Regions from separate parts of the Mus musculus genome. Here all the other regions are linked to region 3. A link is a contact called in public capture Hi-C and promoter capture Hi-C data. All regions are on one chromosome and are shown on one strand. Each heading gives the region's core, a stretch centred on a gene start, on an enhancer-like site or on the middle of the called end of the contact. The rest is flanking DNA. Distances are from core to core; before and after follow the strand shown.

Region 1 (2,700 bases), core at 98-2,597, 600 kb after region 3:
CCCAAAAGAACTCAGATTGCCTAGAATATTCTTTCTTCAGTGTTGCAAGGGGACACATGCAATAAAACACCGGAGTCAAAACAGGAGGCCTCAGGGAAACTTTCCTATCAGGATTGAGAGCGGGATGTCACACTGTATTGAGATCTATTATGGGAAGTGGTTAGGATGTGGTGGCATCCACTGGAGGATTAGAATTTGCATTTGAAGAGAGTTTTAACTTATCCTAAATACCCATCTTCAGAGCACAGATCAGAAGATACTCTGGATATCGTAGGTAAGTAACAGCTTTAAGTGGTCATCTGTATCTTCTCCCACTCCACTTTGAATTCTAGACAGGGAAGAGAGAATCAATTGGAGGAATTTCTGTCTTCCCTGTCAATCATTCATTTAATTAAAAATCCTGTGTGAATACATACCACATTCCTGTCCCCATGCTATTACAGGACAAGAGAAAGGAAAGACAAAAACGCACATTTAGCTGACACTTTCGGGGAAGATAGGCTCATAGTAAAGACATCTATAAGTGAAAAGAATAAAGTGAGATTAATTTTATGTGGGTAAAGATCGGCATGTCCTTAAGTCCTCAGTACTTTCAGAAGGGTCCAAGTCCCTTGAGAAAAAAAAAAAAAAAAAAAAAACTAGCTGAAGCCAGCAACATTCACTTGGAGGAAACTGTTTCCCCTTTATTTTTGTTTGAGTTTTCTTTCATTTGCAAAGATCTATCTCTAAGGAACCTCATGTTCAGCACAAGATCAGTCATAGACTTTCCAGAGAGTTAGGAACAGCAAGCGGGGAGAATAAATACAAACAAGCGAGAGAGAGAGTTTTCTAGACCTCTAACTCAGAGATCTTTACCTGTGAGATGACAGCAAATAGAACTCACAAACACTCGTGCAGAAAATCAGCAGAGAGCAGAGTCCGGGAGAGAATTCACACGGGTCAAATGGAGTTACTTTAAAGCTACAAAATGAATTCCTGAGAACAGATGAGGCTCTCCTGGTGTAGACAAGAGATGGTGCTGGCTATAGGTAGTCACAATAATCAATTGCATATTCACAAGAAATAATTGAATGCATGGAAATACTGAAAAAAGGAAACAACTCAGGGGCATTCAGAAGGCCCTTGGATTGTGGGAATTTCTCTGGCGGGTTCACTGGAGGAACCAGATCCTCTTGCAGGCCACGCCCACTCACTAACAGGCCCACTCTCCAAGCACCGCCCCCTCACTTGAAGAGTCTTGGAGCTGACCAATCCTAAAGCCCATTTTAGCCTAACTACGCCTCCATCTGGCCCGCCGAGCCCCTCTGTTTCCATGGAGACGCTTTCAGCGTCCCCTGTCTGCACCAAGCCAGGCCAACAATCTGGGATGAGAGTACCGCGCCCAGCACCCACCGCCTGCAGAAGCTTAGTCAGGGACACAGAATCACAGGCCCAGAGCTAGTTTTCTAAGGTTTGTGGGGCAAGGCTGGGGACAGGACCTGGTCAGCTCCCAGAAGAGTGGGCGGCTCTTCCTTTCCAAGAACCCCTTCTTCCATTACTTGGGCCCCAGCTTGGGTAAGAGGAGAGAAAAGGCCCTCTCCACTCATCCCCCCAAATCAATTCCCTCGCAGAAGGCGCTCTTCTTGCCCCTTGGACCTTGGTGGGCCAAGAAAAACCAAACCTCTCTAGGCACAGCAGACCTGTTCCGAGGTGGGTGGAAACAGAAGGATCAGCTGTCATTAAAAACATCTCGGGCTCACAAATGTCAGAGAAAGAACCATCCTGAACCATATTGGAGTTTCAGATGTTTGGGGTGGGGTGGGGGGCATTTTGTTGAATTAGTGATTAGTTTCCTAGTGTCTAACTGGGATGTTTTACTTTTTAGTTCATTTAAATATATGATATATGCTGGGTGCACAGTACTGCTACTTAATTATCCACTGGTGTGAGTGAGCCTTGTTTCTTGACATGAGGAGCACAGAGGAATTATTTTGCTAGGTATTTAAACATTTTTTTCTCTTTTCTTTGCTGTAGTATTTTGCTTACAGAATTTTCAGACAGGCCTCTAAGAGCCCAGAGCAATCGGTTATCTGCAAATGTAAGTTGGATAAAATGTGCCTTACCGTCTAAGGCTTTCCCTACCTGATGTTTTGATTGCATTACTACTAAATGTTAGGTGGTGGGAAATGTGTGGTTACTATTTATTTCACAACCCATCCAGCTGTCTACCACAACATGCTAGGAGTATCCAAAATTTCAAACTTATTTATGTGAGCTTGTTTTTCAATCATGTAAAAATAGTCTACTAAATGTATCCTGTGGTTCCCTTCATGTTTTTGGAGCTAAAGAATTCTTATATAAAAAGTTCTGAATCATAAGAATGACTTTGTATCATAGAGGGGGGAGATCATATTTATTTTGAATTTCTCAGTGATGCATAATCATTTCTCTGCTGGGTCTGTTGGCTCCATTTCCCTCATCTCAGCTTTCACCGTCACAGTGGCTGGACCTGGAAATGCAGTCATTAAGACTCGTCCCTCTCTGAACTGCCACTGCAGAGGACACAGTCATCTGCTCTCCTTTTGTGGATCCTGTTGGGGACATGTCAAGGGGGAGTGGGCACAAGGGTTACACTTTGAAGAGTTTCACTTGGGAGCCAGAAATGTAAACTCCCACCACGGGACACATACAGCCTGACCCAGAACTCTCAAACCTTTCTCC
Region 2 (2,700 bases), core at 17-2,516, 620 kb after region 3:
TGTATGTGGTGCCCCTCTTTGTTCCAAATGCTTTTCTTGCATATTGCTGTTTAGTAGGGATTTTAAAATTGTCACTGGGTCTTCAGTGAGGATTGCACCAAATTCCAATGTTATTCTCCAGTGTACTGCAAAACGTGAAGGGGGTTTTCCCATGTGTTTTTAATAGGTACATATTGCCAACAAAAAGTTTCCTCAGTTTCTACGTTTCTTAGACATTATGGGCTTTTAACATTTTAAAATAATTTTCTAATTTTTTCTGAGGTGATCATAAAGTTTGCTAAGATGATAATAAAATTACTAAATTTTCTAAAATTGGACTATATCCCTCAATTCTGGGGTAAAACCTACTTACATGGTGTAGCTTTGATTTGTTCTCTCTCTCTCTCTCTCTCTCTCTCTCTCTCTCTCTGTGTGTGTGTGTGTGTGTGTGTGTGTGTGTGTTTGTATGTATGTGTACATTTTCATCTAAATCATAGGGTTAACCTGTAATCTTTCTTTTCCTGCCCTACAATTTTATAGAAAACATTGGGAGGTTTAAATCAGATAATTATATGCCAAGCGTTGCGATCAGCATCTGTACATGAAAGACTATGGCTGTTGCTGTAATTAGGGCTGTGCGGCTGCTGTGCACAGCTGCATCTGCTTTTGTGCTCCTGCCTCATTCTTGATAAGGTTCGAAGCGACTTCTCTGTCTTTTATATAAGTAGCTGTTTGTTTTGTGAGATGCCCCCCACCTCCTTCTATTTTATTATCTTTCAGTTTACCCTTGATGTGTTCTCTTCTGCTCTGTCTTTGGTCTAATTTCATTGTGTCTGTTTCGTTATTTCTTTCTGTCACCCTGAGTTGGAAGTGCCTTCCTCGCTCGCTCGGAACGGCTGCTCCCTGTTTTCACAACACTCCTGTGGGAAGCTTCCTTCTGACCTGAGGACGCTTGCTTCTCAGGGATGTGATGTTTGGGCATCTTTAAAACCCCAAATATGTCAAGAGTCCATAAAAGGCTTCACTTTGAAGCAATGAATAAATTAGAGATTTGTTTATGCATTTGCAGACGAATGGTTTTTGTGTGTGCTTGCTCTCTGCTGCTTTCATTCAGTGGAAATGAGGGTTTGAGGAGGGAACCTTGGCTCAGATGATACACCGTGCATGATATAAGCTCATGAAATTTCCAGTGTAGCTAGTACAGCCAACTTTTATAAAAACAGTCTTGTACGTTTTAGAAATTAATCCATGTTGTACATTAATTTGCTGAACAGTTGGCAGACATAGCTTTTGGGATCCAGTCACCAGCTTGCTTGAGTCTGTTATTCCCTTCAGCCGGGTATGTGTTAGCCATGTAATTTTTCTTTTACTGTATCTGTAAGTTTCTGAGAGAAAATTCATTTCAATCACTTTGTCTTCATTGTCCTGTTGATTCTCTACATGTTGAAGCCGTTGCATCTGGTGCATTTTTTTCTGCCTGCCGTATTTCTCAGTGATCCATCCATTTATAGACCTCTGAGCCTTCTGCTCTTCTGATTGTTTTTCTGCTTGAATTCTGTTCTGTGTGCTGTTGATCGTGCTGCGAAGGCTGCCTGCTCGCCTCCTGTTAGCATTTTCAGTGTTGTTCAGGAACTAGAAAGAGACAACGCACTCCCTGCCTGCTCTCTATTTTATGTACAATTTTTTTTAAGTTTGAATTCAACATTGTTTTGTATTCTCAAAAATACCTTCTCCTTGTTTTACAACACTCTTGCTAATTACAAAACTTGATTTTAAATATTGTTAGTCCTGACTAGTAATTTTCTAGATATTCATGATAGCTGCCATAAGGTCAACATGCTATTTATGGCAAGTTATCTCTCCCAGACTCTGTCTTGGCAGAGGGTCAGAATGATCAGTGTCTGTGCTTTTCATTATTGCGCTTCTCACCGCTTTCTGGAAGTTTGATCCCTCATGCACGGGGCCTGCGAGGAGCATTCATCTATCTCTCTCTCTCTCTCTCTCTCTCTCTTTCTCTCTCTCCCTCTCTCTCTCTCTCTCTCTCTCTCTCTCTCTCTCTGTGTGTGTGTGTGTGTGTGTGTGTGTGTGATACTCATCTCTTTATAATGATAATCAAAGAAGGTTTACTCCAAATGCCTTATAACTCTGTCCTTAAGTCTGACAAGGGAAAGCACACCCTGAACTTACCTTTCATGTGGAAGAAAGTTAAAGGATGCTAATGAAAACTGTGTCATTGGTGAGGCAGTCACCTTAGAACCACAAAAATCAGTTCTGGAGTTGCCCTTGAGCATTGAGATGTAACCTGTCTTTTTACTCAATTTACCATAGGTTTGGTTTTTTTTTTTTCCATCTAAAAAATACAAAATGACAGTGGTAAAATGAGCCTACGCTCGTAATGAACTTAATTTTTCAAAAGGAAAAGGAAGAAGTAGGTTTAGCAGAGCCCCTGGGAAAGGGGACAGAGAGGCGGCTGAGGGAGCGAGGAGGTTCTGAAGAGGTGAGGTCTTGTTCAGTTTTCACAGCAAATGTCATCACCTCACTGAAGAAATGTCACACTATAAAAAAAATCAAAATGCAAGTTTTTCTATTTATTTTCATACTAAAGAGCATGAATAATGTTTGGCTGTCATTTTTTAAATTATGTACTTTTTCCTTTTGTGTTTTAAGGGTGTCACATTTCTCCTAAGTACTTGTCAACCGAAGAGCCTCATGTACATGTTT
Region 3 (2,700 bases), core at 199-2,698:
CTATCCAGCTTGTAATACTTTACTAATGTCACAACATGACATCAACAAAGAGGGCCAGAGAGATGTCTCAGCTGGTAGGTGCCTGTCTCCAACCCTGATAGATTCAGCTCAGTCCTCAGCACTCATTATGATGAGAGAGCAGAGCCAACTGCTCCAAGTTGTCCACCTTCAGACCTCCACAACTGGACCATCCCACGAACACACCAACAAATACACCTTTTTTTTTTTTTAAATATAAAGGAACACACAGGGGATGTTTGTAAAATTTTTGCTTTGGTTAAGGAGTAACTTCAGGTCTGGGGATGAAGCTCAGATGGTAGAGTGCTTGCCTCAAATAAACAAAGCCCTGGGTTCAATCCCTGCATTGAGTAAACAGAATGATGGATACACCGGTAATCCAAGCACTGGGAAGTTTGGATGCAGGAGGATCATCCTAGTCTACAAAGCAAAATCCAGAACAGCCTGGTTTACAGGAGATTTTAAGGAAAGAAACAAAGAAAACTTGTAACTTCAAACGTAAAGTTAATTAGCAAAGTCAATTTAACAAGAATCCTTTGGTTCCAGAAAACCGGCTAAAAGCCTATAAAATCCAGAACATAGTTTTTAAGATGGTTTATTTGGTCTGGTCAAGCCCTAGTACCTGCATAGCAGATCTGATTTCAAGAATAAAGTTCTTTCTGGGACTGATGAATATTGGGAAAGCGCCCATTGTAAGTAGGTGCTTTAACTATTTGTTTCTCGACCCGGACCTACCTCCAGTTGTAGCGGCTAAATAAAACCAGTCAGGTTGGTTTAATGTCCACAGACGAAATGTTTTTCAGACCTCAAGCATTAGAAGGCAGACAAAGGAACTCTGTCAACCAGCGGAAGAAAGGGTAGAGGTGCAGGACCCTCTTACCTTCATTTTTTGAAACTTCCAAATGCATATCGGAACCGCGACCAGGATGGTTGTTGCGTAAAAAAGTACCAACAGGGGTCGGATCCATCTCCTCCAGTTACTCCGATTACATGCGCAAGGCATGTTCTGTAACAGATTCTCTTTGAGTAGCTGAATAATCGAACCAAACCAAGAATTTGGCAAGTTCGCTTTTTCGGTTGTCTTCTCCGCTGGCGCCCTATAGGAAAAGATTTACTAGCCGCTGGCGCCGCGTTCTCGGGTCGCTCTGTGTTTGCGGCTGCTGCAGCGGTGGCCGCTCGGGATGCTCGCAGGTGCAGGCTGCATCCTCGCCGGCCAACCCGCATGGACTCAGTGCCGCCGCGGCGTCGCCTCCGCCTCACCTGGAGGTCACCCAGAGTCTCCGCTGCATCGTGACCCCGAGGACTATCAGGGTAAACTAGGGATTCTAGGCACTCGGGGTCTGACCTGCATCTGGTACCCTACCAGCCCTCTCCCTAGTCCAGCTCTGGCAGGCTAGTCTCCGCCCCCGGAAGACCCGGCCCAGAACTTCCTCACTCACGGCTTTGGAACCTCTACAGTACTCATCTTCAGAACTCATCTTCCGCCGACTATTCCACTTCCGTTTCCGATCAGATGCTTGCAGCAAATGATTTGCTCTGAGTTTCAAGCTGAGCTAAACCTTGTCCCGCAACGCAAAGCATTGTGATTGGTCAGTTACGGAGGAGGGCGTGGCTGTAACCTAGGTTACCGAGAGGGCGTGGCAAGGGCAGGAAGGAGAGTAGCGGCGGATTTCTGGCATCTCTAATTTACCTAGTCTAAGTGGTTCCCTAAAAGGGCTCCGAAAGTTGTAGGAACTGGGGACGTTTCAGAAACACCCGCTACATTCCTGAGACTTTACTCCATCTAAAGAAAAGTCATAGTGAGGGGCAGTCACTGTGGAGTGGAACTTGAAATAGCTTTATTTTTCTCAGAAGGCTTCCCAGTTGTCTTTAGGGGTGGAATGGGAAGCCCGCTGGAATAAGACAGAATAGGTTAGATTTCAGTCAGTTGCTAGAGTTTAGGGTCCTAAGGAGGAATTTGTCTGCATAATTTCTAGACCCGGCAGAAGAATCATTCTAAGAATAGCTTTTTTGAAAGTAACCGCCAATATGAAATGTTCACGTTTCAAACTTGAGTTAAAAAAAAAACAAAATCTTATTTAAGATTTAAAAGGTTGGTATTCTGACATCTGTTCTATACACCTAAAGCTTTTAGCTGTATAGCTTTACAGATCAATGACACATGGGATCTTAAATTCTTTCTAAATCAAGGGAACAAGCAAACATCTGAGTCCCGACTAGACACTGAACACTGCATATATTGTCATTTTCTGAAATCAAACACTAACTTCTCTACCCATTTTGTATGAGTTGATCTGCATAAAAGTACCGAGTAGCGATGGGTAGTTTTCTGTTTCACAGATGAGAAAAGTGTCAAGTGATTAATAGTACCTATTAAGTAATAGAGCTGTTTTCTCTGACTTTGGACTCTGCTTGATGTTTAAATATTTGCCATCACCTGCAACCAGGGGACTTCTGCCTATTAGCCATCTGGACAAAATGTCATGGACCAGAGTCTCAAAGTATACAGATGAAATCACATTCCTCAGTTACCAGAGCCTGGAGTCTGACTTCTGCAGTCTTTCTCCTGTGATCTCCATTTTGCACATTTCCTTAAAGGGGCTGTAGGACTTTAGTTTGGTCTACACTATAAGTTAAAATAGTTGGTTTTAAGGAAATTCCTAACCATTAATGAAATCTTGG

Evidence for each region. Promoter capture Hi-C pulls out the DNA fragments that hold promoters and counts their contacts. Capture Hi-C pulls out chosen DNA fragments and counts their contacts.
Region 1: a contact with region 3 is called in a capture Hi-C map of embryonic stem cells, with 3 times the contacts expected there. The contact joins the promoter of Ttc29 here to the promoter of Tmem184c in region 3. A contact is called at or near these places in 5 of 39 promoter capture datasets (cranial neural crest, frontonasal cranial neural crest, maxillary cranial neural crest and 2 more), 1 of 484 Hi-C or Micro-C datasets (ventral hippocampal neurons), 4 of 115 datasets of contacts at active chromatin or transcription factors (embryonic stem cells and stem cell-derived neural progenitor cells) and 1 of 9 other capture datasets (embryonic stem cells).
Region 2: a contact with region 3 is called in a promoter capture Hi-C map of hippocampal neurons, with 3 times the contacts expected there. The contact joins the enhancer-like site here to the promoter of Tmem184c in region 3. A contact is called at or near these places in 2 of 39 promoter capture datasets (the 3T3-L1 cell line and hippocampal neurons), 7 of 484 Hi-C or Micro-C datasets (cerebral cortex, cortical neurons, embryonic fibroblasts and 3 more) and 2 of 115 datasets of contacts at active chromatin or transcription factors (embryonic stem cells and stem cell-derived neural progenitor cells).

The regions. Positions count from the first base shown.
Region 1 is chr8:78,211,995-78,214,694 of GRCm38.p6, forward strand. It overlaps Ttc29 (tetratricopeptide repeat domain 29), which reads left to right and starts at 1,348. Exons shown (of 14, transcript NM_183096.3): 1 at 1,348-1,554; 2 at 2,014-2,077. It overlaps Gm39202 (a long non-coding RNA gene), which reads right to left and starts at 1,299. Exons shown (of 3, transcript XR_878950.3): 1 at 856-1,299.
Region 2 is chr8:78,232,460-78,235,159 of GRCm38.p6, forward strand. The region is part of intron 5 of Ttc29 (tetratricopeptide repeat domain 29); the gene reads left to right. Among named protein-coding and RNA genes, the nearest start is that of Ttc29, 20 kb to the left of the region's middle. Within about 2 kb of position 1,267, at least 7 of the 459 cell types and tissues checked have an H3K27ac peak or open chromatin away from gene starts, as enhancers often do. A contact at or near this core is called in hippocampal neurons, where this site is marked.
Region 3 is chr8:77,609,205-77,611,904 of GRCm38.p6, forward strand. Tmem184c (transmembrane protein 184C) reads right to left here and starts at 1,449. Exons shown (of 10, transcript NM_145599.4): 1 at 899-1,449. The coding sequence starts at 1,021.